7 separate regions of the Mus musculus genome follow, and all the other regions are linked to region 4. A link is a contact called in public HiChIP or PLAC-seq, Micro-C and promoter capture Hi-C data. All regions are on one chromosome and are shown on one strand. Each heading gives the region's core, a stretch centred on a gene start, on an enhancer-like site or on the middle of the called end of the contact. The rest is flanking DNA. Distances are from core to core; before and after follow the strand shown. Region 1 overlaps Chuk (conserved helix-loop-helix ubiquitous kinase). Region 2 holds the start of Pax2 (paired box 2). Region 3 has its middle 32 kb from the start of Slf2. Region 4 holds the start of Scd1 (stearoyl-Coenzyme A desaturase 1). Region 5 holds the start of Dnmbp (dynamin binding protein). Region 6 holds the start of 1700039E22Rik (RIKEN cDNA 1700039E22 gene). Region 7 holds the start of Erlin1 (ER lipid raft associated 1).

What was found. Promoter capture Hi-C pulls out the DNA fragments that hold promoters and counts their contacts. Hi-C and Micro-C count contacts between places; a contact is called where the count stands out from the background. HiChIP or PLAC-seq counts read pairs in DNA pulled down with a chosen protein or histone mark.
Region 1: a contact with region 4 is called in an H3K27ac HiChIP or PLAC-seq map of extraembryonic endoderm stem cells. The contact joins the enhancer-like site here to the promoter of Scd1 in region 4. A contact is called at or near these places in 3 of 115 datasets of contacts at active chromatin or transcription factors (extraembryonic endoderm stem cells, stem cell-derived neural progenitor cells and trophoblast stem cells) and 3 of 9 other capture datasets (adipose tissue, embryonic stem cells and pancreatic islet).
Region 2: a Micro-C map of embryonic stem cells shows a contact between it and region 4, with 6 times the contacts expected there. The contact joins the promoter of Pax2 here to the promoter of Scd1 in region 4. A contact is called at or near these places in 2 of 39 promoter capture datasets (both in embryonic stem cells), 8 of 484 Hi-C or Micro-C datasets (all in embryonic stem cells) and 5 of 115 datasets of contacts at active chromatin or transcription factors (embryonic stem cells and pancreatic cancer cells).
Region 3: a FOXA1 HiChIP or PLAC-seq map of pancreatic cancer cells shows a contact between it and region 4. The contact joins the enhancer-like site here to the promoter of Scd1 in region 4. A contact is called at or near these places in 9 of 39 promoter capture datasets (the 3T3-L1 cell line, the HPC-7 cell line, HPC-7-derived erythroid cells and 3 more) and 3 of 115 datasets of contacts at active chromatin or transcription factors (embryonic stem cells, forebrain and pancreatic cancer cells).
Region 5: a promoter capture Hi-C map of 3T3-L1-derived adipocytes shows a contact between it and region 4, with 4 times the contacts expected there. The contact joins the promoter of Dnmbp here to the promoter of Scd1 in region 4. A contact is called at or near these places in 9 of 39 promoter capture datasets (the 3T3-L1 cell line, 3T3-L1-derived adipocytes, cranial neural crest and 4 more) and 2 of 115 datasets of contacts at active chromatin or transcription factors (extraembryonic endoderm stem cells and pancreatic cancer cells).
Region 6: a contact with region 4 is called in an H3K4me3 HiChIP or PLAC-seq map of embryonic stem cells, with 17 read pairs. The contact joins the promoter of 1700039E22Rik here to the promoter of Scd1 in region 4. A contact is called at or near these places in 2 of 39 promoter capture datasets (both in embryonic stem cells), 2 of 484 Hi-C or Micro-C datasets (both in embryonic stem cells) and 2 of 115 datasets of contacts at active chromatin or transcription factors (embryonic stem cells and pancreatic cancer cells).
Region 7: a contact with region 4 is called in a Micro-C map of embryonic stem cells, with 2.7 times the contacts expected there. The contact joins the promoter of Erlin1 here to the promoter of Scd1 in region 4. A contact is called at or near these places in 2 of 484 Hi-C or Micro-C datasets (embryonic stem cells and liver), 2 of 115 datasets of contacts at active chromatin or transcription factors (embryonic stem cells and pancreatic cancer cells) and 2 of 9 other capture datasets (embryonic stem cells and pancreatic islet).

The regions. Positions count from the first base shown.
Region 1 is chr19:44,084,871-44,087,750 of GRCm38.p6, forward strand. It overlaps Chuk (conserved helix-loop-helix ubiquitous kinase), which reads right to left. Exons shown (of 21, transcript NM_007700.2): 13 at 2,038-2,189. Among named protein-coding and RNA genes, the nearest start is that of Erlin1, 17 kb to the left of the region's middle. Within about 2 kb of position 1,306, at least 12 of the 459 cell types and tissues checked have an H3K27ac peak or open chromatin away from gene starts, as enhancers often do. A contact at or near this core is called in extraembryonic endoderm stem cells, where this site is marked.
Region 2 is chr19:44,755,314-44,758,512 of GRCm38.p6, forward strand. It overlaps Pax2 (paired box 2), which reads left to right and starts at 1,593. Exons shown (of 10, transcript NM_001368747.1): 1 at 1,593-2,123. The coding sequence starts at 2,081. RefSeq lists promoters at 1-2,055, 1-2,055, 781-2,055.
Region 3 is chr19:44,897,290-44,900,352 of GRCm38.p6, forward strand. No RefSeq gene overlaps it. Among named protein-coding and RNA genes, the nearest start is that of Slf2, 32 kb to the right of the region's middle. Within about 2 kb of position 1,617, at least 39 of the 459 cell types and tissues checked have an H3K27ac peak or open chromatin away from gene starts, as enhancers often do. A contact at or near this core is called in pancreatic cancer cells, where this site is marked.
Region 4 is chr19:44,406,153-44,409,097 of GRCm38.p6, forward strand. Scd1 (stearoyl-Coenzyme A desaturase 1) reads right to left here and starts at 1,557. Exons shown (of 6, transcript NM_009127.4): 1 at 1,234-1,557; 2 at 335-608. The coding sequence starts at 1,257.
Region 5 is chr19:43,938,445-43,941,454 of GRCm38.p6, forward strand. It overlaps Dnmbp (dynamin binding protein), which reads right to left and starts at 1,754. Exons shown (of 16, transcript NM_028029.4): 1 at 1,673-1,754.
Region 6 is chr19:44,834,360-44,837,188 of GRCm38.p6, forward strand. 1700039E22Rik (RIKEN cDNA 1700039E22 gene) reads right to left here and starts at 1,579. Exons shown (of 3, transcript NR_045315.1): 1 at 1,132-1,579. Pax2 (paired box 2) reads left to right here. Exons shown (of 10, transcript NM_001368747.1): 9 at 1,032-1,118; 10 at 1,611-2,829. The coding sequence ends at 1,732.
Region 7 is chr19:44,068,015-44,071,055 of GRCm38.p6, forward strand. It overlaps Erlin1 (ER lipid raft associated 1), which reads right to left and starts at 1,771. Exons shown (of 12, transcript NM_001164360.1): 1 at 1,677-1,771; 2 at 1,258-1,381. The coding sequence starts at 1,370.

The DNA.
Region 1 (2,880 bases), core at 56-2,555, 320 kb before region 4:
AGCTAGCACCTTGATTTTTAGATTTTAGCCATGAAATTCTGAGCTTTTACATCTATACTGTTTTAAGCCACAGAGCTGTTATGGAAGTTACAGGAGAATAATATATATTTTTCCCCTCCAAAAAACTTATCTTAAAGTAATACATAAACAGGTTTCAGAAAGCTAATTGTTGGCTAGGAATGTTGCTTGGTAGTAGAGGAGTTGCCTAGTGTACACAAGGCTTTGAGTTTGGCTGCACGTGTTTTCATGCCAGATTGGGATGCAGAAGCAGACAGGTCTCTGGGAGATCAAGGCCAGCCTGGTCTATGTAGTCAATTCCAGGCCACCCAAAACAACATAAATAAAGATCTTGTATCAAAAACAACACAAGGGACTAGGTTCAATTCCCAGTACTGTAAAATACATAAAAAGTATAAAAAGAAAGGCCTGTCCCTTTACTCAAGTGTTCTCACTAAAGTGACTGTTACAAGATACAGTCTCTATTCTCTCACAAGACAACCTAATCTATGCATGCTTTCCTCACAATTGAATTATCACTGTGGTGGTTTCCTGAGAATGGCCCCCACAGGCTCATATACTTGAATATTTGGTTCCCGGGTGGTAAACTGTTTAGAAATAATTAGGAGGTTCGGCCTTGTTGGAAAATTTGTCAGTGGAAGTGGGCTTTGAGTTTCAGAAACCCATGCTAGGCCCAGTCTGCTCTCTCTGCCTCCTGCCTGTGGATCAGATGTAAGCACTCAGCTTACAGCTGGAGCCATGCCTGCCTGCCTGCCAGTCACCATGCTGGTCAAGGGCTCACCCTGTGTAAACAACCCCCGACTAAATGCTTTCTTTTATAAGTTCCTTGTTCACTACAAGAGAAAAGTAACAAGAGAGTCACTGTCAAATATTCTACTGATATGTTAGTGTCAGCACAACTAGATCTATTTCACTATGTTAACTAGTACTTCACTAGTCGTACAGTATGCCTATGACAAGTCAAAGATGCTTAATGAAATAATTATGTTTTGTCATTCACAAGAATGCCTATAATATGCAAACAAAGAAATAGCACTGGAAGATAAACATATTCACTAACTAGACACTTCTGATCACTAACTGGACACTAACTGGACATTCTGAGATATCCATAACTTTGTCAAATACAAATATAAACAGAACCTACTTCCTTAAAAAAGAGATGTTTCATGAAATCAGAAAACTCAGTTTATTTGAATTTTAACTCTTTATAAATCCGTAACACATCTGAGGGAAGCTAAGGTTGTACTGTGTGGAGGAAACAGCAGCCTGAACCCCACAGCAGATGGTCAGAAAAAACCAGGACCTTGGAAATCGTATGTATGTATGTATGTATGTATGTATGTATGTATGTATGTATGTATATTTTAAACAGAAAACCAGATTAATTTAAGATTCCCCTGGCTGTGTTAGTCCATTTGGGCTGCTACACTGCTAGAACAAAACTAGAAAACAAAGGCAAATGTACTCTAGGTGGCAAATATCCATGGAAATTCATTTCTGAGTGTTGGAAAGTAAGAAGATTTGGCTCCTAGATGGCTGCCTTTTGTGTCCTCTCCTGGCAGGAAGGGCGCAGGAATCTCAGTCTTTTGTTAAAGGAAACAATTCATCCATGAAGGTCCCTTTGTGACTTAATCATTTCCCAGAGTTCCTACCATTATCTCAAGGCTCTTGGTTTCAGTACCCGATTGGGGGAAGCACACATTGCAGTACAGTGTCTGCTAAGAAGTCATCCCAGTACAGACTCGGTGTGCCTTCCTAAAATAAGACTTAAATTTCATAGTCTTAAGTCTCTTATTCATCTTCTCTAGAGTTAAGTCATTCTATTACAATTATGAAATAAGTTGCTCAATTAAGGAATGAAATGAGCTAACCCTCAAAACAAAAACAGTTTGATGACTTAAGTTATCCTGTGTGTTGTTCTGTTGTGAAGTTAAATAACTGGCTATGTGTCAACAAAGAGCAGATGGTTTTGAGAGACTGGACATCCTTACAAATACGTTACAGCCCGACACTTACATATCCCATAAGTCATCTGCTCACTATATCTCTCCAAGTCAAGCTGAATGCTTTTTCGAAAAAACTCCAATTTAGCTTTGAGTTGCTGTGATGCTGAGATCAAAGTATTCTTCATTTTTGTCAAGTTAGCATTATATCTAAGAAGACTTAACCTAAGCCATAGCAAAACAAAACAAAATTATCAACATTCAGAAACATTGAATAACAATTTGCAAACACACAGTATCCAAACTCCAGAACCTAAATTTCTATTATCAATTCAGAGAACTAGCTGGCCTATTTCCTGCCTGTGGAGTCTGTGATTAAACAACCTTCTTTAACTAAGATCACTCAGCAACTACTACTTCCAAGTCATTACAGCTGAGTGATTTTACACTATTAATACGAAATCTAAGTCTGGCCGGGAATGGTGGTGCACGCCTTTAATCCCAGCACTTGGGAGGCAGAGGGAGGCAAATTTCTGAGTTCGAGGCCAGCCTGGTCTACAGAGTGAGTTCCAGGACAGCCAGGGATACACAGAAAAACCCTGTCTCGAAAAAACAAAAAAAAAACAAACAAAAAAAAAAAAAAAAAAGAAAGAAAGAAATCTAAGTCTGGTTAGGATTATTATCAGGGTGACAGCTCAGTGGGTAGAGTGCTTGCCTTGCACGCATGATTATCTCAGCTTAGTACATGACAGAGTGTGCTTGTACCCCCAGTACTAAGAGGCTTGGGAGGGACACAGATCCTACGAGCTCACTGGCTAGTCAGTCTAACTCAGTGAGCTCCAGGTTTAGTAATAGATCCTGCCTCAAAACTTAGGTGAGAAAACACTAAGGAAAGATACCCAACATCAACCTCTGG
Region 2 (3,199 bases), core at 343-2,842, 350 kb after region 4:
TCCTCTGGGCTTCAGGAGCTGCAGACAACACCAAGGAGTCTTGGGTCCGCCGGGCAAGAAAGCTGTGTTTCTCAGCTTGAGCTTCCTGGAGCCGCCCTTTTTCAGACCCAGGGAAGCCTGGGAGGAGGGAGCGAAAAAGGGGGGGGGGGTGAGTTAAAACATCAGCTGAAGTGCCAAGATGATTTATGAGACTAGGGAAAATATTTCATAAAGATCTCCTGGATATTCTGTACTTAACCAGTTAGGAGACAAAGGGCTTCTCTCGCTTAGTGCGTGCGAGAAGACCCCAGCGAACAAGGGAGCGAGTGCGGGCCAGGCTGCAGAGACTGGGCCAGCGGCTCTGGTAGGAGCCGGGCCAGGCCGGCGTGCTGCGCCAGCTGCGCTCGCTCGGGATCTGCAGAGCTGGCGGCGGGCGGCGCTCAGTCGCGTTCATAGCCTCCTCTTCTCCCCAGCCGGGGAAAGAGAACGCCTTGGTCCCGCCTTGGGCTTCTGCATCCTCTGTCACTGCCGCGGACAAGCCGCTGCGCACCGTCTCCCGGCACAGTCCCTTCCCTAGCTACCCGAGGGTCCAGGTGCCAAGTTCCCTGGCTCTCCTACCATCCGTTGGGTCCCACCAAGGCAGGTGGGTTCTAGCCAGAGGCCTCTAGCTTGATTCCAAACCAGGCGTCTGGACTGCCCAGACTCCGGGGAGGGGGTGCGCGCCACCGCGTGTGGGACGGGAGGGGACAAACTGCTGGGCACTTTGCCCCGGAATGAGAATCATGCGTGCGTGGATGGGAAGGTACCACAGGAGGAAAAGGCGAAAGGGAAGGACCAGAGGGAAAGGGAGAGAGGAAGGAAGACACAGGGAGAAACGGAAAGGAACTCAGCGCAAGGGTAGCCGAGTTAGGACAGGGGCTGCGGACTCGCGGGCGTCTGGGATTTGCGGGCATTGGCCGGTGGATGGCAGGGCTGGGCGAGTTAGGACTGAGAGCCTGGCTTCGGAGTGCCGCGCGCTCGGAGGCCCTCTGTGGTTGCCTGAATATTCATTAGGCTGGCCGCTCTTTATCCTTATCTAACGTTTATCTTCTCGGCGAGTTTCGTTTCTCAGTGTAGTTTTAATCCGGGGCTCCCATTCCTCCTCCCCCTGGCCCGCTCCTCACCCTCCCTCTTCCTTCACCCGCTGCTCCCTCCCGTTTCCCCCCCCTCCCGGGCCCTCCCCTCGCCAGCACCGGAGTGACAGGCGCGGGGCCCTCCTTGCCGAAGCTCGGGGCTCCGGCGCTGGCGAATCACAGAGTGGTGGAATCTATTGCCTTTGTCTGACAAGTCATCCATCTCCCGGCGCGGGGAGGAGGAGGGGGTCTGGAGGGGGCTTTGCAGCTTTTAGAGAGACACACACCGGGAGCCCAGGCTCCAGTCTCCGGCCGAGTCTTCTTGCAGCCGCAACCCACCTGGGGCCAGCCCAGCGCTGCGGGCGCCGCTCGGCTCCTAGGCTGCCTCCCTCCCTCCTGGCCCTTCGGTCGCCGCGGCGTGCGCCTGCCTTTTCCGGGGGCGGGGGCCGGCTCGCACGCTCCCCTCCCGCGGGCGCCCGCTTGGACATCCCGGGGATTGCTACTTCTCTGCCAACTTCGCCAACTCGCCGGCACTTGGAGCGGCCCGGCTCCCCTCCTGGCGCCCTCGGGCCGCCCCCGCCCTGAGCTCTCTTGGTTCAGAGCCTCTCGGACAACCGGGTTCCAGGGGAGCTGAGTGAGCCGTCTTCCCTACCCGGCCTCAGCTCTGGCCGCAGCTGGCGCGCGAGCCATGCGCCCCAAGTGCCCCTTGGTCCAGCCAGTCGCCCCGGGGCTGCGTTGCTGACTGCCCAGCCGCGTGCCCCAACGGTGGCAAGTTGCAGCCTCTGCGGTCGCAAACCCCAGCGGGCCCGGAGGAGTCCCGGCGTGGAGCGCGGCGCGGCGTCCCCCGCCCTCGCTTGCCCCCCAGCAGTCGGGCGCCCGCTCACTCTCCCTCCCCCACCGTCCCTTCCTTTTCTCCTCAAGTCCTGAAGTTGAGTTTGAGAGGCGACACGGCGGCGGCGGCCGCGTTGCTCCCGCTCCTCTGCCTCCCGATGGATATGCACTGCAAAGCAGACCCCTTCTCCGCGATGCACCGTGAGTACCGGCGCCCGGCTCCTGTCTCGGTTCCAACCCCATGTAGCCCCAGCGCGGTCCGGCCCCCTGCGCTCAGGTCTCACCCTAGAGGCCACACTGGCCTTTCCCTGCTCCCTCCTTTCGTCCTTTCTCTTACCTAGTGTTTCTCACGCCTTCAGCCACCGTTCTGCTTTTTGCCACGCCATACTCACGGTTCTGCCTGCCTTTCTACCTTCACTAGTGTCTCACCTCCCTCGGCTCCTTCCACCTGCTCCTCCTTACCTCTCGGGATCCATAACCCTGGGCCCAGGTTCCAGCCACCCACCCCCTAGTCAGTCTTTGCCCTGGACTAAAGGACTAATTGGCAGTAGTTTTCAGGCTGTTCTCTCTCTCTCTCTCTCTCTCTCTCTCTCTCTCTCTCTCTCTCTCTCTCTCTCTCTCTCTCTCCTCCCTCATCTTTACCTTCCTCAAACTTAGAGTTGTGGGTAATCGTGAGGAGGCTCCTAGTTTGGGCAGCCTTGGTGTCAGGACAATTATGCCTAAGATCCTGGGGGTGTGACCCCCTTCTGAGCCTAAGCTCTCGGCGCCTCTTGTTCCCTTCGGCTTAGTTAAGGCTTCCTGGGGGGCTGCTTTGCTACGTCCCACCCTTTCTCCCACCCTCACCTCTTCCCCCCCCCCTTCCCTTCCCTTTTAGCTAGGAACAGGAGAGTGGCCGGTCACTTTTTTTTTTTTTTTTAACTTTGCCTAGGGAAGTGATCATTCTAAAAAAAAAACAATGAAGGATTTTGAGAAGAAATCAAAGTCAGGGAGAGAGGTAGAGCCATCCAGGCCAGCACCTGGATGCTGTACACTCGAGAGACTTCCTTGCCTGTCTCCACTCACTGTTGAGGACCATTCAGCCAGCGCCCTGGCCAGGGGGTCAGCAAGAATGGATATAATCAGAGGGAAAGAACAAAAGAAAGACAAATGCCAAGGCTGAGGAGAAAGGAAGGAGAAATCAAACCAAGAGGGGGGAAAATCAAGGAAAGAAAATTAAAAGGATGTTGGGGAAGAGAAATAAGAAAATAGGAATAGAGGAAATATCATAATGATATTTG
Region 3 (3,063 bases), core at 367-2,866, 490 kb after region 4:
TAATAGTCTGACACATCCTGGCTTTCCCTGTATTGCTGATGTTACGGTGCGGGGAGTGGGGCAGGATAGAGGAGGCTCAGGGAAAACCTAAAAGATCTGCACAGCCTCACACAGAACTCCACAATGTCAGGTGGGAGACTTGTAAGGTCTTTGTCCCCCATTCTTTTCTGCCTCAAATACAGAACCAAGGTCAGACCTGAAGTGACTTGGCCAAGGTCCCATAGTCAGTGGCAGAGCTAGAAGGGGGACCCAAGGTAACCAGCCTTTGACTCCTGGTTCTTTACAAAACTCTGCTATCTTCTACATCCCGCTTATGTCAAAGAGTATGGTGTCCTTCGCCAAGTCGCTGCAGCCACCACAGCCCCCAGGCTGACCTTCCCTCCCACCAAGGAGGACAAGCTTGTTCTCTCTAGAGCAAGATTGGTCTCTTTCCCCAAGGCCAATGCACTGGCGCTCCCCCAGGGCCTGGAAGAGGGAATACACGTTGGGAGAAGCATTTGAACTTTCTCTTCTACTCCAGGGAGATAGCAGAGGCTGACCATTCTTTATCTATTTGGAGGACAAGGAGTGAAGGGGAGGCAGAGCATCTCAAGGACTTGCTGTATCTTCAGAGAGTCCCAGTAATGTTGTCCCTTGATCGCTGTGAATGTGTTTATACCAAAAACACTTCAAATAACCTTTACTCTGTGTCAGTATTCTTCTAAGCATATTACGGATTCATTTGCTAATTATATTTTATGTAAATGTAAGCTGGGCATGGTGGCACATGTCTGTAATACTATCATATAGGAGGCAGAGGCAGGAGTGTCAGGAGTTCAAGGTATGCCTTAAACTACCTAGGAAGTCCCAGGCCAACCCTGGCCCCATGGCAGAAATAACTAGTATGTGTGCATCAAACCATTCTGTCCCCTGGAACTCAGTGTGTGTGGGCCTGTGAAGGGGGCTGGGGACAGAGGACAATGACAGGCCTCCTATTCTATCACTCTCTAACTTACTCCCTGAGACAGGATCTCTCTCTCTCACTGAGACTAACTGCTGGGCTGGGGGCCAGAAAGCCCCAGTGAGGGCCTGGAGAGCTACCTCAGGAGAGGAGAGTGCTTTCTACTTTTGCAGGGTTCAATTTGCAGCACCCACAAATGTAGTTCAATTTCAGGGGCTCTGATGCCTCTGGGTTGGATGTCTTCACCTGCTTCAGAGTCTTCAGCTGCTCTCCGCAGGCAGGAACATGGTGCATGGTCATCCTCGCAGGCAATCGCTCACACAAGCACACCTCCGCAATCTTCCTGTTTCTTCCCCATACACATACCTGGGGTGCTGGGGTTGCATCGGTGCTATGGGTGGCTTTTTTCCTGTGGGTTCTGCATATTTGAAACCATCAGTCTCCCCAACCCAATCTGGCCCCCTCTTTTAACCTTAGATTCTCTTTGCCTCTTGTTCTTGTGCCTGGAATACATTTGCATCTCTTCCGTGGGTGTTTATTGTCAGTTTGCTTCCTAGACTAAAATATTGACCCTGCAGAGATGGGGTGAGGGAAATTCCCTCTGCCTCCACGTTAGCCTGATGGATAAGAGCCAGAGGGTTTGGCTTTCAGTTCCTGCTCAACCAGATCCTAGCTGTGAGGCCTGGGGCAAGCTGTTTACACTCTGACTCAGTGGGACTAATAACAGTATCTACTTCAGAAGAGTACGAGGCTTTAGTAACTTAATCAAATGATATAGAATTACTTTATAAATTAATATTTAATCTCAATCCTCCTGTCTCAGCCTCCCTACTGATCAGATTTCACAAGAGTGCTCCCCCTCCCCCATGCCTTTGTGAAATTTTTAGACCTCACATGAAAGAATGGGGGGGAGGGGGCTTGAGGCTCCTGGCTGATGACAGCATGAGCTATCCAAGAGGGGGGGTGGGCGCTGAAAGCTGTTGCTCTAACAGGCAAGTAAGAATGTCTCAGGTAATAGCCCTCTCAAGAATGTGTGACATCCTGGGGCTGGAGTGTGAACCTCGACCTCTCTTAGGGCCAGATAAGGCAGATAACTTGTGTTCTGTGGATTTCCTCTCTCGATGCAAAGTGCCCCAGAGAAAGACTGAAGTTCAGAGTTCGTTTTCTGTCCTGCTAAGCCTCCAAAGGCCTGGTGGGAAAATATCTACATAGCAGGCTTTGGAAAGGCACATTCCCACGGCCTGGGAATCTTCTCTTTACAGCCAGTACAAGGACTGGGGGCTTCCTGTGATAGGGAGGAAGATTCTAAACATTCCAAAGAGATATGATGTCCTTTGAGTCAGCACAACTCTTGTTTACCACAATCTGGGTCACCCCTGCCCTTGGCTTCTTTGAAGAGCATGTTTCTGCTTGAGATAGGCAGCCCGGACCACAGATAGCTCCCATACCATCCCTATTTAGAGGCTTTCTGCCGGGCTCTGGGAGCTAGGGGTGAGGGGTGTGGTGCCAAGAACCCACGGCCCCCTGGCTCCCTCCCACACAGCAGCCCGCACTGACATCTCTGAGGCCTTTGATTAAAGAGACAAGTGACTTTGCCCATTCTATTGATCAGAATAAATTACTAGGAACTAATTTATGGGCCTCCCCACGGCCGATGACATGGTGGATTGTGCGCTATTGGTCAGTAAATTGGATTGTCAGGCTAGATTATTGGTTCGTATACAGTTATCTCTCATAGCAATATCAGGCAGCTCAGGTAGAGGAGTGAAATCCTTTCTCTGCTGCCAGCCTGCCAGGATGTCAGGCAGGAGGCCTTCTCCTTGGCTGCTGGGGAAGGGCGGGGAGGGGAGAGGAGGAGAGGGGAGGAGAGTTGAGCGAGGCCTCTGTGCAGGATGCTTATTAATTAGTGCAGCATCACAGCATTAAAAGAACATTAGTGTGGAATCGTCTGCAGAGTGATGGGGAAATGACATTGTGGGCCTCCTCCTGATTCTCCAGCTATGGCTCTGTTGGGTAGAAGCAGGGAGGGGGTTGATGAGCAGACAGGGGGATGGGAAAGATAAAGGGTGAGGGGCAAAAAGGGCCACGGGGAGGGGAAGGGAGAGGAAAGGCCATATTTGCTG
Region 4 (2,945 bases), core at 307-2,806:
AGAGTAGTCCACAATTGTCCCTGACTAGCACGGGATTTCCCATGCCTCTCAGGTAGGGCTGGGTTCTCTTGGGTCAGGTGGGGCCAGGATGCACAGCTTAAGCAAGCGTCTCATACAGAAAAGCTTGTTCAGAGAGAGTTGCTTCTCTGCCTCAGGTAGACCCCTCCCAGTCTCCTGCACAGGGACTCAGTATTCATGTTAAGTCCCACAAGGAACCAGAAAAAAAGGCTGGGGAAATCTGAACAGAGCAGCCACTGCCTTGGGTCAGAGGGTACCTTATTAGAGAGCAAAGAGAAATCTGAGGCACTGGCCCAAGACAAGGGGCGCTGCTCACCGAAGAGGCAGGTGTAGAGCTTGCAGGAGGGAACCAGTATGATCCCGTACAGGCCTCCCAAGTGCAGCAGGACCATGAGAATGATGTTCCTCCAGACGTACTCCAGCTTGGGCGGGGGTCCCTCCTCATCCTGATAGGTGGGGTCGTGAATATCTTCTTTCATTTCAGGACGGATGTCTTCTTCCAGGTGGAGGGGCACCGTCTTCACCTTCTCTCGTTCATTTCCGGAGGGAGGTGCAGTGATGGTGGTGGTGGTCGTGTAAGAACTGGAGATCTGCAAAGAAAAAATTCAGTCGGGGGAGGCCGATCTGTGGGGCTCTCTCTCTCTGTCTCTCTCTGTGTGTTGTGTGTGTGAGAGAGAGAGAGAGAGAGAAATAGGAAAGAAGAATGAAACATTTATAGCCTCAGTAACACACAAAGGGATCCCCGTGTAAGTTATACAAGTATCGGTAGGACGGGCTTTTCTTTAAAGCAGCGGTTCTTAACCTGTGTCTCACGCTCAGCCCCTTTGGGGGTCAAATGTCCCTTTCAGAGGGGCAGCCCAAGACCATCGGAAAACAGATATTTACATTACGATTCAAAACAGTACCAAAATTAAAGTTATGAAGTAGCAACGAAATCATTTTATGGTTGGGGGGGAGGGGGTCACCACAACATGAAAAACTGTAGTAAATAAAGGATCGCAGCATCTTGAAAATTGAGAACCGCTGCTTTAAAGCTAAAGGCACGAAAGTTGGGACTCATCTGCCCAAATTACAATCTACACCTCTCAACCAACCGGTCACGTCAGAATTCGAGAAAGCCCAGTAGTCCGGAGAACTCTCAACTTTCTCCTCCCGGGACCAGTCACCTAGCTGCGTGGCCAGTGCAAGGAGCGAGGGCCGCTTCTGGAAGCTCACCTCTTGGAGCATGTGGGCCGGCATGATGATAGTCAGTTGCTCGCCTCACTTTCCCAGTGCTGAGATCGAGCGTGGACTTCGGTTCCGGAGCCCGTTGGTGTAGGCGAGTGGCGGAACTGCGCTTGGAAACCTGCCCTCCTGACTCTCGGGATGGGTGTTCAGCCCGGTCTGGCTGTGCACAGATCTCCCTGGGCTGGGATTTTAAAGGGTAGAGCAGGCGATGGGATGACCGTGTTCAGTATTTCCTCAGCCCCCTTTTATCGGCTGCCAGCAAAGGGTAAAGAGCGCAGAGATAGCTAGCCAAGGAAGCCAGGCGTGGAGGTGAGGGAGGGAGGGAGGGAGGGAGGGAGGAAGGGAGGGAGGGAGGGAGGGAGGGAGAGAGAGAGGGCGGGACCAAGAACGGGAAAGAAAGCCAAGTAGATTCCAGAGTAGACCTTGGAGGCGCCGGGATGCTGAAGGCATCAACAGGGCGCGCTGCTCCAACCCCCTGCCTGGGGATAAATGCTAATGTGCCTCCTGTGAAGCCCGTCTTGTCATTGGCCAAAGAGAATTTGGTGCCACCTTGTCCTGCCTTTTCCATTGGCTAGGCGCAATCTGCTGTTCCCTCTGCCTCTAGCTTCTCGCTCTCTCCTCCCCTCTTTTTCTCCTTATCCTCTTTGCTGTGGGCTGATGGGTGACTTTTCTTTAAGAGCAGGATAACGTGATTCCAAGTAGGAATTGTGTGCAAGCCTAGGACTTTGGTCTGGCGCTTAGCAAATGGTTCACTGGGGAAATCGCATCGAAAGAAGTGAGGAAGACACTGGCTACCGCCACTCACAACTCGGTCTAACTTCACATCTACCCCCACTTCCAGGCACCAGCAAAGAGAAACCCCGGGAGACTGGGATATGAGGGTGCGCCCAGGGCTCTGACCCGGGAAAACAATAGTGTATCCCTTCAGCCAGCATCCGGTTGCTGCTGCGTTCTTGACAGCACACGCTGAGTTACAACTGCACTCACTCATTGGGCTCCGTCTGCCGGGGACCGCCTCTGCTGGGAGCCAGAGCCCAATCCTAGCTGCTTCTCCTCAAACGGGACGGGACGTTTGAGAGCTCCTTAGATCCTCACGTTGAGATTCCAAGAAAAGGGACTAAGGAATCAAAGGGCCTGAGTGTGCGGTGCGAATAGCAAACAGGCACTTTGCGATCCCTAAGAAGTCTCAAGAATTTCCTTTTTGTTGAACCCACACTGACCCTGAGCAGTAGGTATTCCTTGGTACTTACTGTTATTGGTTTCTTTTTAGACAAGGTCTCTGAAGCTCTGACTGTCCTGGAACTCACAGTGTAGACCAAACTGGCCTCAAGCTTCATAGATCTGTGTCTGCCTTTGAGCTGGGTCCAGCTCCTCGGTCTTTTTAAAAAGGAAGTGAAATTTAAAAGAGTTGAGGTTACCTGTGGTCACGCTTAGCCAGTGTATGGTGGAGCTAGGAATTGAGTATCAGATGAGTGGCTCAAAGGTAAAGGCAGGCCTGGCATGGTGGCGCATGCCTTTAATCCCAGCACTCAGGAGGCAGAGGCAGGCGGATTTCTGAGTTCAAGGCCAGCCTGGTCTACAAGGTGAGTTCCAGGACAGCCAGGGCTACACAAAGAAACTCTGTCTCAAAAAGCCAAATGCAGCCTGGTCTACATAGTGAGTTCTTTTCTTTTTTTCCTCTTCTCGCTTTTCTTCTGCCT
Region 5 (3,010 bases), core at 504-3,003, 470 kb before region 4:
GCTGGAAGGCAGCATGCTGAAAAAACGCTTCCTTCTAAGGCACAGGGAAAGAGCTCTGCTCTGGAAACACCGAGATAAACATTCAGAACAGAGTCTGCTCGACCCTGACCCTTCGGCAGGGGTAGAGCATCCTGTGGTACAGCAAGCTCAGTGGGGCAAGGCCCCGCCCTGCCACGTGGGTGAAGGAGGAATGTGAAGAGGGTCTCACAGGCTAAGGGGATGCTCGGAGCTCGGTGCCAGAAAAGAGGGGGTGAAGAGGTTAGGAGGCCCTACTTTGTGGGTTAAAGGACAAATAGTTCATACATATTTGAACAGCATCTATAAAGATTACTATCACGCGCCAGCCCAAACCATACACAATGTGATAAAAGTTAGCTTAAAAGTTAGCACAGTTTGAGTCAAAATGTTCTTGGCTTGTTGGAAAAACTACCTGTGACAACATGCAAGTCACTCCCATGCCAGACTTAGCACTTCCCCACTACACACCAAGATCTCTGTCTAGACAAGCCATTGGGTGACATTAACACAGAAACATGAATGACACACACACACACACAACAGGTTTCACTCATTTCAACCCAATATTATGTGAGTGGGGGAGCGGGGAGCGACAGTGAAGTTGAACATCTGCTACATAATTTGTAAAATTAACTTTGTTTTCCTAGGACTTTGTTGTCACCAGGAGGGATCGGCTTCAAATACAAATGAAAGACTTTAGCGGTGGAAGGGCCTGAGAGATCACGAGATTCAGTAGTTTAGGGGGAATGAGGCCCGATGGATACACTAACTTGAACACTACACCTCGACTATGCTTTTCCTACGACTGTTTTATAAATGCAGCCCTAACTGAGAAATCAGGTCTGCTTGCTGCAAAAATCGCCTGTTGATTAGTCAGCTCTATCAGCGGCATGTAACTCGACTAAGCACAGTGGAGTCCAAACTATGCTCCTACCAGAGAATCGGTGTCATCACTAGCTTGTCACCATTATTAATTAGGAAGTTCCACAAGGTGCTCCCAAGACTATAAAAGAAACACTGTCAGACAGGTTACAGAATTTGCCAGCCATAATCCCACATGCGACCTTGCTTTTCAAGTTGGTTTTTCAACACGACCCTGTGCCCTAAAAACACCCTTCGCAGCTCTTAATACACACCACATGCTGTCCTGTCCGGTCACCCCAACACCCCTTTATTCGAGTGACAACCATCCTCCTCTGACACAAGCATGCAATCGTCCTGGGTACCTAAAAACTCCAGTAAGCCAAAACTGCATCTCCAGCTAAATATAAATAGTCCCGGGTTATTTGGGAAACCATCGCTGCCTGGCTGTCACGAAATCCCGGCCTCTCATGCCCACCAGCTGCAGCAGTGACCAGGAGCAGGACTGGGGCTCAGTTCTTCAACTCAAAGCCAAGAGGCAGGGCGGCGCAGTGACAGCGCCCCGGCTGGACACCTCGCCCCCCGGTCCGCGCCCCGGGACGGTCCCTAGGGCTGCTGCCCCCCCCCCCCTGCACCCCCTCGGCCGTGAGTGAAGACAGCGAGGGCCTCGCGTCTCGCGGAGCGCAGCTCAGCGCGACCGAGAGCTGCGCCGCAAGCCCCGCGCGCCCCGCAGGCGACCGTCCCCGCTACCCCACCACCCCGCCACCCCACGGACGCCCGGCCCCGCACCGACCTGCTCTCTGCCGCTCGGCGTTCCCTCCGCGCACAGCCACTGGTGGCCCGGCCGGGCCGCGGTCACCTCCCCTCAGCGGCGGCGGGCGGGCGGGCCGATCCGGGTGACTCCGCGCCGCCCCGCCTCCCTTAGCGCCGCTTCCGTCCGGTGGCCCCCGGCTCCGTTTCCCGCGCTCGCGCCCCCTGGCGGCCGCCTAGCCCGTCGCTCCGCCACGTCAGGGCTCGGGCTCCCAGGGCCTTTCAGGGAAACTGAGGCACGGACTGCGTGGGGGCGTTTAGCGACACACCTCGCTCAGGCTAGGATCCAGATCCCCACGCACTCGCGCTACCGCCAACCTAGAGAACTCAAATTCTCCGCTGCGCGAATTCTCTTACTCCGAGGCGGAGGCTAGCCTTGAACCTTCCATCGTCCTTCACTCCTCCAAGTGCTGGATTACAGGGGAACACCATCAGGTTACTGCCCACTCCTCATCGATTTTTTTTTCTTTTCTCCCGAGCAAAGTCTCACAGGACAATTTTGAGAATTTAAAAGCAAGGAATCACAGAATACTAGAACCAAACGTCCCGGTTTCTGAAAAGTCCCGGAAGACTTCTGACTGTTAAAGATCGCAAGTGCGTGGAGGAGCTGGTGCAAGCGCGGGGACCGACCTAGCAGATTTGAGGAATGCAGGAATCATATATCACTATGCACACACAGCAGAGATAAGGCTTTATTTTAAAATCTCATCAGCTAGATTGTTTCTTGACTCTTCAAAAATCGTAGTAAACTAGACATAGCATAAAGTGTATCGTTTGAACCATTGTCAAGTGTGCGTGCAGTCCATCAGAGTAGGTAAATTCACATTGCTACGCATCCATCATCTTGTCCGGCACCGGGACCCCAACTTCCCAAACTGAAACTGCTCTTATCGTACAGGGACTCCACTCCCAGCGATTCCTAGTCTCTCGTGTCCTTAAGAATTCGTCTACTCTGAAGACCCTCATACATGCAATCTACAATACTTGGCCTTTTGGTGCCTGCCTTATTTTGGTTAGAATAATGCCCTAAGTTTCATCTGTGCTGTTCTATGTGTCGGAATTTCCTTCCTTTTTACTGCTAAATATACTGCGTTGTGTTTAGGCGTTTGTCCTTCACTGGGCATTCGGCGGAGTTTCCCCTTTGGCTACTGTGGCTAAGGCTAGGACCCAAATCGTACACGTATCTGCTGGACCCATTGCTTCCAGTTCTTTGGAGGCTGTACCTAGGGGTGAAACTGCTGCTCACATACATTATTCTCCTCCTTTGCTGTCTGAACACTGAAGGAAGGCATTTTTGTGGTAAAACATAAATATTCCAGAT
Region 6 (2,829 bases), core at 329-2,828, 430 kb after region 4:
GTGGGGGGTGGGGAGTCTACAGGGAGGTAGGGATGAGGGGAGCCGCAGAGAGCTCATGGTGGCAAGGGGGGAGTCGTTAAACAGAATCTAGTGCTGATGAGGAAATTACACTTGTTTCATTAGCGATGGGGAAGGAGATAGCTCAGTTCCTCTTGGTCACAGTTGAGCTCAGAAGCTCATTATCCTGCTGCACGCATGCTTTCCCTCCTCGTCAATAAACAGGCTTTCCAGTGGCTGCATCCCCCACCCCCACCCAGCTCCTTCTTGGAGTGGGGCCCCTTCTCCTCTACTTAACCCGCGGTTAGGGATCACTGTAAACAGTCTGGGGTCATCACACAGGAGAAAGGGCCAGGGGGGAAACCCATAGGCCTGGCCTTTCTCCTCCTGGAGGGAGGGAGGTAGCTCCCGAAGGCTCCCAACCCACTGTGCCCTCCACTGCTCACTGCTCCTGAGCCTGCGAGCAGTCCAGTGGATTCCCGCAGTTCACTTCCCCAGTTACGTGGCCCTTGTACTGAACCTCAGGAGGGAAAAGTGGGAGGGGTTATTTCCCAGGAGGGCACCACCACTACCACCTGCCTAGCTTTGGCACAGCTCTGAGATGCCATTCTTAGGGCTTTCTGGGACAAAGTGTCCCAGGGGCCTTCCTGCTCCACCTTCCCCCTCTCTCATGCTGTAGAATCCCTAAAGCCAGTGTCCACTGTAAAAGCTCTCAGCTCCCAATTTACTTAAGTGGGAGCAGCCAGACCAAGACCAAACCCTTCCTGGGCAGCGATCTCTTGCAGGAGAGCCCAGGCACAAACCCGCCCACAGATTCCCTCCATGCCTAGGTGTGCAGGGATCTGGCTGCTACTTGTCTATGGTGGCTGTCCCCATGCAGAGCTCGGAGTGTGTGGATTACCTGGCCTCTGGCCTGCTCCCAGGGGCCCTATCCCTGCTTGAAACACCCAAGACTGGGACTAGTGAGGACAGGACAGAAGAGGCCAACTGGACACGTTGAACGCCTCTAATTCCAGTTCCCCGCCCTCCCACAGGGAGCGAGTTCTCAGGCAACCCATACAGCCATCCCCAGTACACCGCCTACAATGAGGCTTGGAGATTCAGCAACCCCGCCTTACTAAGTGAGTACGCCACCTGGCAGGCCGGCGGCTCCCAAGGTCGCCTACCCGCTCGCCAGCTCGGGCGCGCAGGCTGCTTCGGGATACGGATCCCACTCAGGACCACCCCAATTCTGGGTACCCGGATGGGCCAGGGAGACAGGCCCATTAGAGCAGCGCCGGGTCCTGGGGATACCACCAGGACGCCTGCGCCTCCAGCCTCTTCCCTCCCCTACCTCTTGATCACTGGAGGGCTCTTAGCCAACAGTGGCCGTCGGACCCCTTGGGGGATCCGCAGCCGGGTGTCACCTGTCCTGTCCCTCTCCCGCCCTGTGGATGCAGCACTACTCCTGGGCATCTGGCCTCGGGGCCGAGCCACAGTCCTCCAGGCCTGATCCCGCTGGACCCGGGGAGGGCTTTTCTTTGCTTTTCTTTCCTTTTTTGTTCTCCTGTTTGTCCTCTCACCCAGCCCATTCTTCTCCTGTGTTAACTTCCAGGTTCCCCTTATTATTATAGTGCCGCCCCCCGGGGCTCCGCCCCTGCCGCTGCTGCCGCTGCCTATGACCGCCACTAGTTACCGCGGGGACCACATCAAGCTTCAGGCAGACAGCTTCGGCCTCCACATCGTCCCCGTCTGACCGCCCACCCCAGAGGGAGGGAGGACCGAAGCGACGCGCTGCCTCTCGGCCACCGTCCCTGTCCCACCCCCACCTCGAGACATCCTCCCCCAAGCCCCGCAGCCCTTCTCATCACCCTGTCGATGGCCAGACAGGACAGGTGGAGCCGCGGGTGGGACCCTCAGGCCCCAGCCCCGCCCGTCGCCCCTCCCCGCCTGCCTGGACCGCGGCGCCGTCCGGAAGCCCGCCCGCCTCTGGCCCGCGCGCCGTTTCTGTGACACACAATCAGCGTGGCCCACCCAGGGGCAGCCCACTTCGGACGCCCGGGAGTCGGGAGGCTTCGCTGGAGAAGCTGAGCAAGGGAAGCTAAGGAAAGGACTTTGTGCTGAAGGAGGAGCCGCCGGGGAGACCCTAGGGGGGAAATCCTGCCCCATCCCCCCTGTGCCTGCCAAGCTGACCCCGCCTTCTGTCTGCGCCCCGCCCCAGACGGTGGCACTGGGACGCAAGGGTCGGACTCGAGGGACAGCGTTTGGGGCGACAGCGTTTTCCAAGGCTGGTACCCAAGGCGAGCAGACGCCAACTGAGCTCATCCACCTGAACTGCCTAGTTCCCTTGGGCCTGCGATCTCCTTCTGCAGTGACTCTCCTCTCGGCCCCGCCTTGCCCTTACGTCAGCGCCTCTTCCACCTGCTGGCCTCTCACTTTTCCCTCCTGTGCTTCCTCGGCTCATCCCACGACACCTTGTGTTTGGTCCCAAGCACGCAGCCACGTCGGGGCCACCGCGGGAACCGTGTCCTCAGGCTGCGGCTGCGAGCATTGATCTTTTCCCATCAGTAATGCGCTGCCCACCCCCACCCTCCCATCCCAAACTCCCAACCTGCGGGCGCAAAAAGCCTGGAAGGAACTGACGACCGAGCCGCCCCAGATGAAAATCCGGGTCTCCCCGCCCCATTCCCCCCAAGCACCCCCTCCCCAGCCTTCCCTTGGGCAGGAGCTGAACAGAGCCTCAAAAAAAAAAAAAAGTCTACACTTATTTAATATGATGATGGTCTTTGCAAAAATGAACAAACAAAAACCCAACAGGCTGCTTTATAGAAAGACGGTGTGTGCTGTCGAGGC
Region 7 (3,041 bases), core at 521-3,020, 340 kb before region 4:
AGAGACAAATCAAAACAATACATTTAATCGCTAAGTTTAAAAAAGGAAAAAACCAAACTTTCAAGGAAGAAGAAACTTTCTGAGGCTAATGGTTCTTTCAATACATGAGTCCAATCCTAGGGGGATGGTTTCTGTCTAAAGGTAACAAAAACCTAGCATGGAAAGACAGACAGCGAAAGGGTTGAGTTGACAGCTGAGAGAGGGGCTTGTTTATCAAACTCTGTAGTATGTGAACGGTGAAAGCACCCCCTGCAAATTTGGGACAAATACAACACAAAGTCCTACTTTACACAACGAATAGTAAGTTCCCACAACATTCATCCTTGTCCTAAGTCATAACTCAAAAGATGAACCTTTGCAGGTTCATTAGTCATTTTTTTTGGAGTGGTATCTCCGTATGTTCTCTTCGTGGTTTTCCTGTCAGAAGGACAGTGATAAACTGGATGGAAATGTGGTCCAGGCTGGTATTTCTTATGCTAGAACTCCATCTGTTAAGACATACCACCAAAAGTATGTATTTTCTAGGATTCTGGACTGATCTAAAAGTAGAAATACCAGTTTAGGGGGCATGATGGAAATATTCAAAAATCTGCTTGTTTCAGAATAAACCACTATCCCAAGTTGTCCACAAACTGGCTTCTCTTCCCAGCTTATACCACGAGGACCTGGTGGGAAGTTAGACTTGATTTATGCCAAATCAGGTGGATGGCAACTGAGTCCACACTCTTTTTCACCTTGACTTGAAAAAAAAAAAGTGAGAAAAGTGGCCTGCAAATGTGGTTTTTGTCTCTTGGCCTTTAGGGATATATGACATTGCTCTGGTCATGAAGACTTTGGGGGACATAACCAGACAATGGGAGATTTTTTAATGAAGAAGAAAAAACCCAACTTAGTGTTGGGGAGAACTGTCTTTATGTAAGACAGAGATCCGGAAAAAATCCACAGCGGCAAACTAAACACCTGTGCAGTTGTGCGGACTATGAGAAGTCATCTCGGTTGCAGTGACTACTTCCGTGCCCCCTAAGGTGTCTTCAATTCTGTACAGAACGAACTTGGCACTAAACTGCCCCGACAACGGAAAAGTGCCCCGCCAAAGGTTAACTCCCGGCAGCTGGGATGAAACCACTTCCCAGGCAGGGCTGGAAGCAGCTCCCCTGACGCCGCGGAAAAGAGCAACTTCCCAGACTTCGCTGTGACCCATTGGACCCTTCCACTGTGCTTCTAGAACCATCGCGGGCTGCACAGGGCGGCGCTCACCTGTAGTACACGGCCAAGTGTCCCTCTTCGATCTTGTGGATGGAGGCGTACAGGAGGATCGCCACCAACCCCACCACTGCAGCCACCAGAAGCCGGGCTTGAGTCATATTCATCCTTGTTCCTCCTGAGCATGGGGAGAAGAGGAACCTCAGTCCGTTGAGTGACAGGCCAGTCCCCACCCAGGGAAGAGCCCGCGTACGGTCGCGGGCGGCTGAGGCGGGAAGCCCCGCGCTCCGGCCCCGGGCTCTCTCTCTCTCTCTCTCAGCTAAGCGCTCCCCTCGCCAACCCCCTGCGCGGGTGCCCCCGGCTCGGCGTACGTCGTGACACCTCTTCCCCGACTCCCCAAGCGTTAGGTCCCGACTGAGGGCGGCCTTGATCGCAGGCACTCGGAGGACCGCGACCCCCGAGCCTCGCCTCACCGGTCAGTGACGCATCGCCCCCGCCCGCACGTGCAGCCGCCACCCGGCCCCGCCAACTGCTGCCAACAGCCGGCCCCGCCCACCTGCCCGGTACTGCGGCTGCGCGGGGACGCAGGCGACGCAGCCCCCGCCCGCGACTCGCGAGACGGTGCGCGGGCGGGACAAAATTGGCCCCGGGTGCGCGCACAGTGTAGTGATTCTAAGTGCCCAGACGAGGACCAAGTCTCCTGGGGTGGGTCACTCGGACAGACGCTGGTTGAGGCATGCTAGTGCACAGGACCAGCCCCTCAGTGTAGGAGTTGTTCCTGCATCCTTTTGTGGTTCGTCCCTAGTCCAACTGGCAAGCACATTCTCCAGGTACACACCCTGCACTAGGGAAACTACCAGACCAGTCTCAAGGAATCAGGGGTTCGAGTTCAGAAGAGGAAGCTATTCAACCAGAATTAACCATTCAGACTTGGCCTGAATATTTATTTTGTGCCAGAATGCTACACCAGAGTGCTTTCTGAAAGCCACCCAGAAACAGGATCAGAATGATATATGTATGTTGAATGTGGAGGTCGGGATTGTCTTGTAGGCCAAAATGAGTAGTGAACGCTTGAGTTTTCATGACGGCGATAAGGTTGAAAGGAGTTGTATGGCAAGATAGGCTAGAACCAGATTTACAAAGTCTAGGATCCATTTTTCTGCTGATAGAGAAAATGTATGACAAGAAGACAGTGACTTCATTTATGGCTGTTAGGCCTGCATGCATGTCAGTCACTATCTGTGTGCCTGGTGCCCTCAGCAGTCACAAGAGGGCATTGAATCCCGTGGAACCAGAGTTAAAGGCTGTTGTGAACTGCCACATCGGTGCTGGGAATCGACCTTTTTTTTTTTTCACTGTATTTTAACATTCTATACCACGTGGACCTGGTGAGATAGCTCAGTGGGTAGAGGAGTTTGTGAACTCCTGAGGACTTCATTTTCACCCTAGACCTCACACAGAAGTGAAAAGCAGAGAACTGACTCCACAAGTTGTCCTCTGATCTCCACACATAAAGGTCCATGCCCCACACCACACACCAACACACACAATAATTAATAATCATAAAAGGTTTAGGGAATAAACCCACACCATGTGCATGTATTACAAAACAAAAACTAAAAGGAAAGGGTAGAGTTTAGAGATATAGGGACACATGGGAAATAAGGGCATTCTATTTCACTAAGGGCAGAGACAACTAGAAAAGGTTAACAAGGTTGGAAGGATTACCAAACTCCTGTGCAGGAAAATACCAGAAAGCAGTGCTTTTGGGGCATTGTATCTGTAACTGGCTGAGAGTGAAGACAGACAGGAAACTGGGAAACGGATATACAACAGCA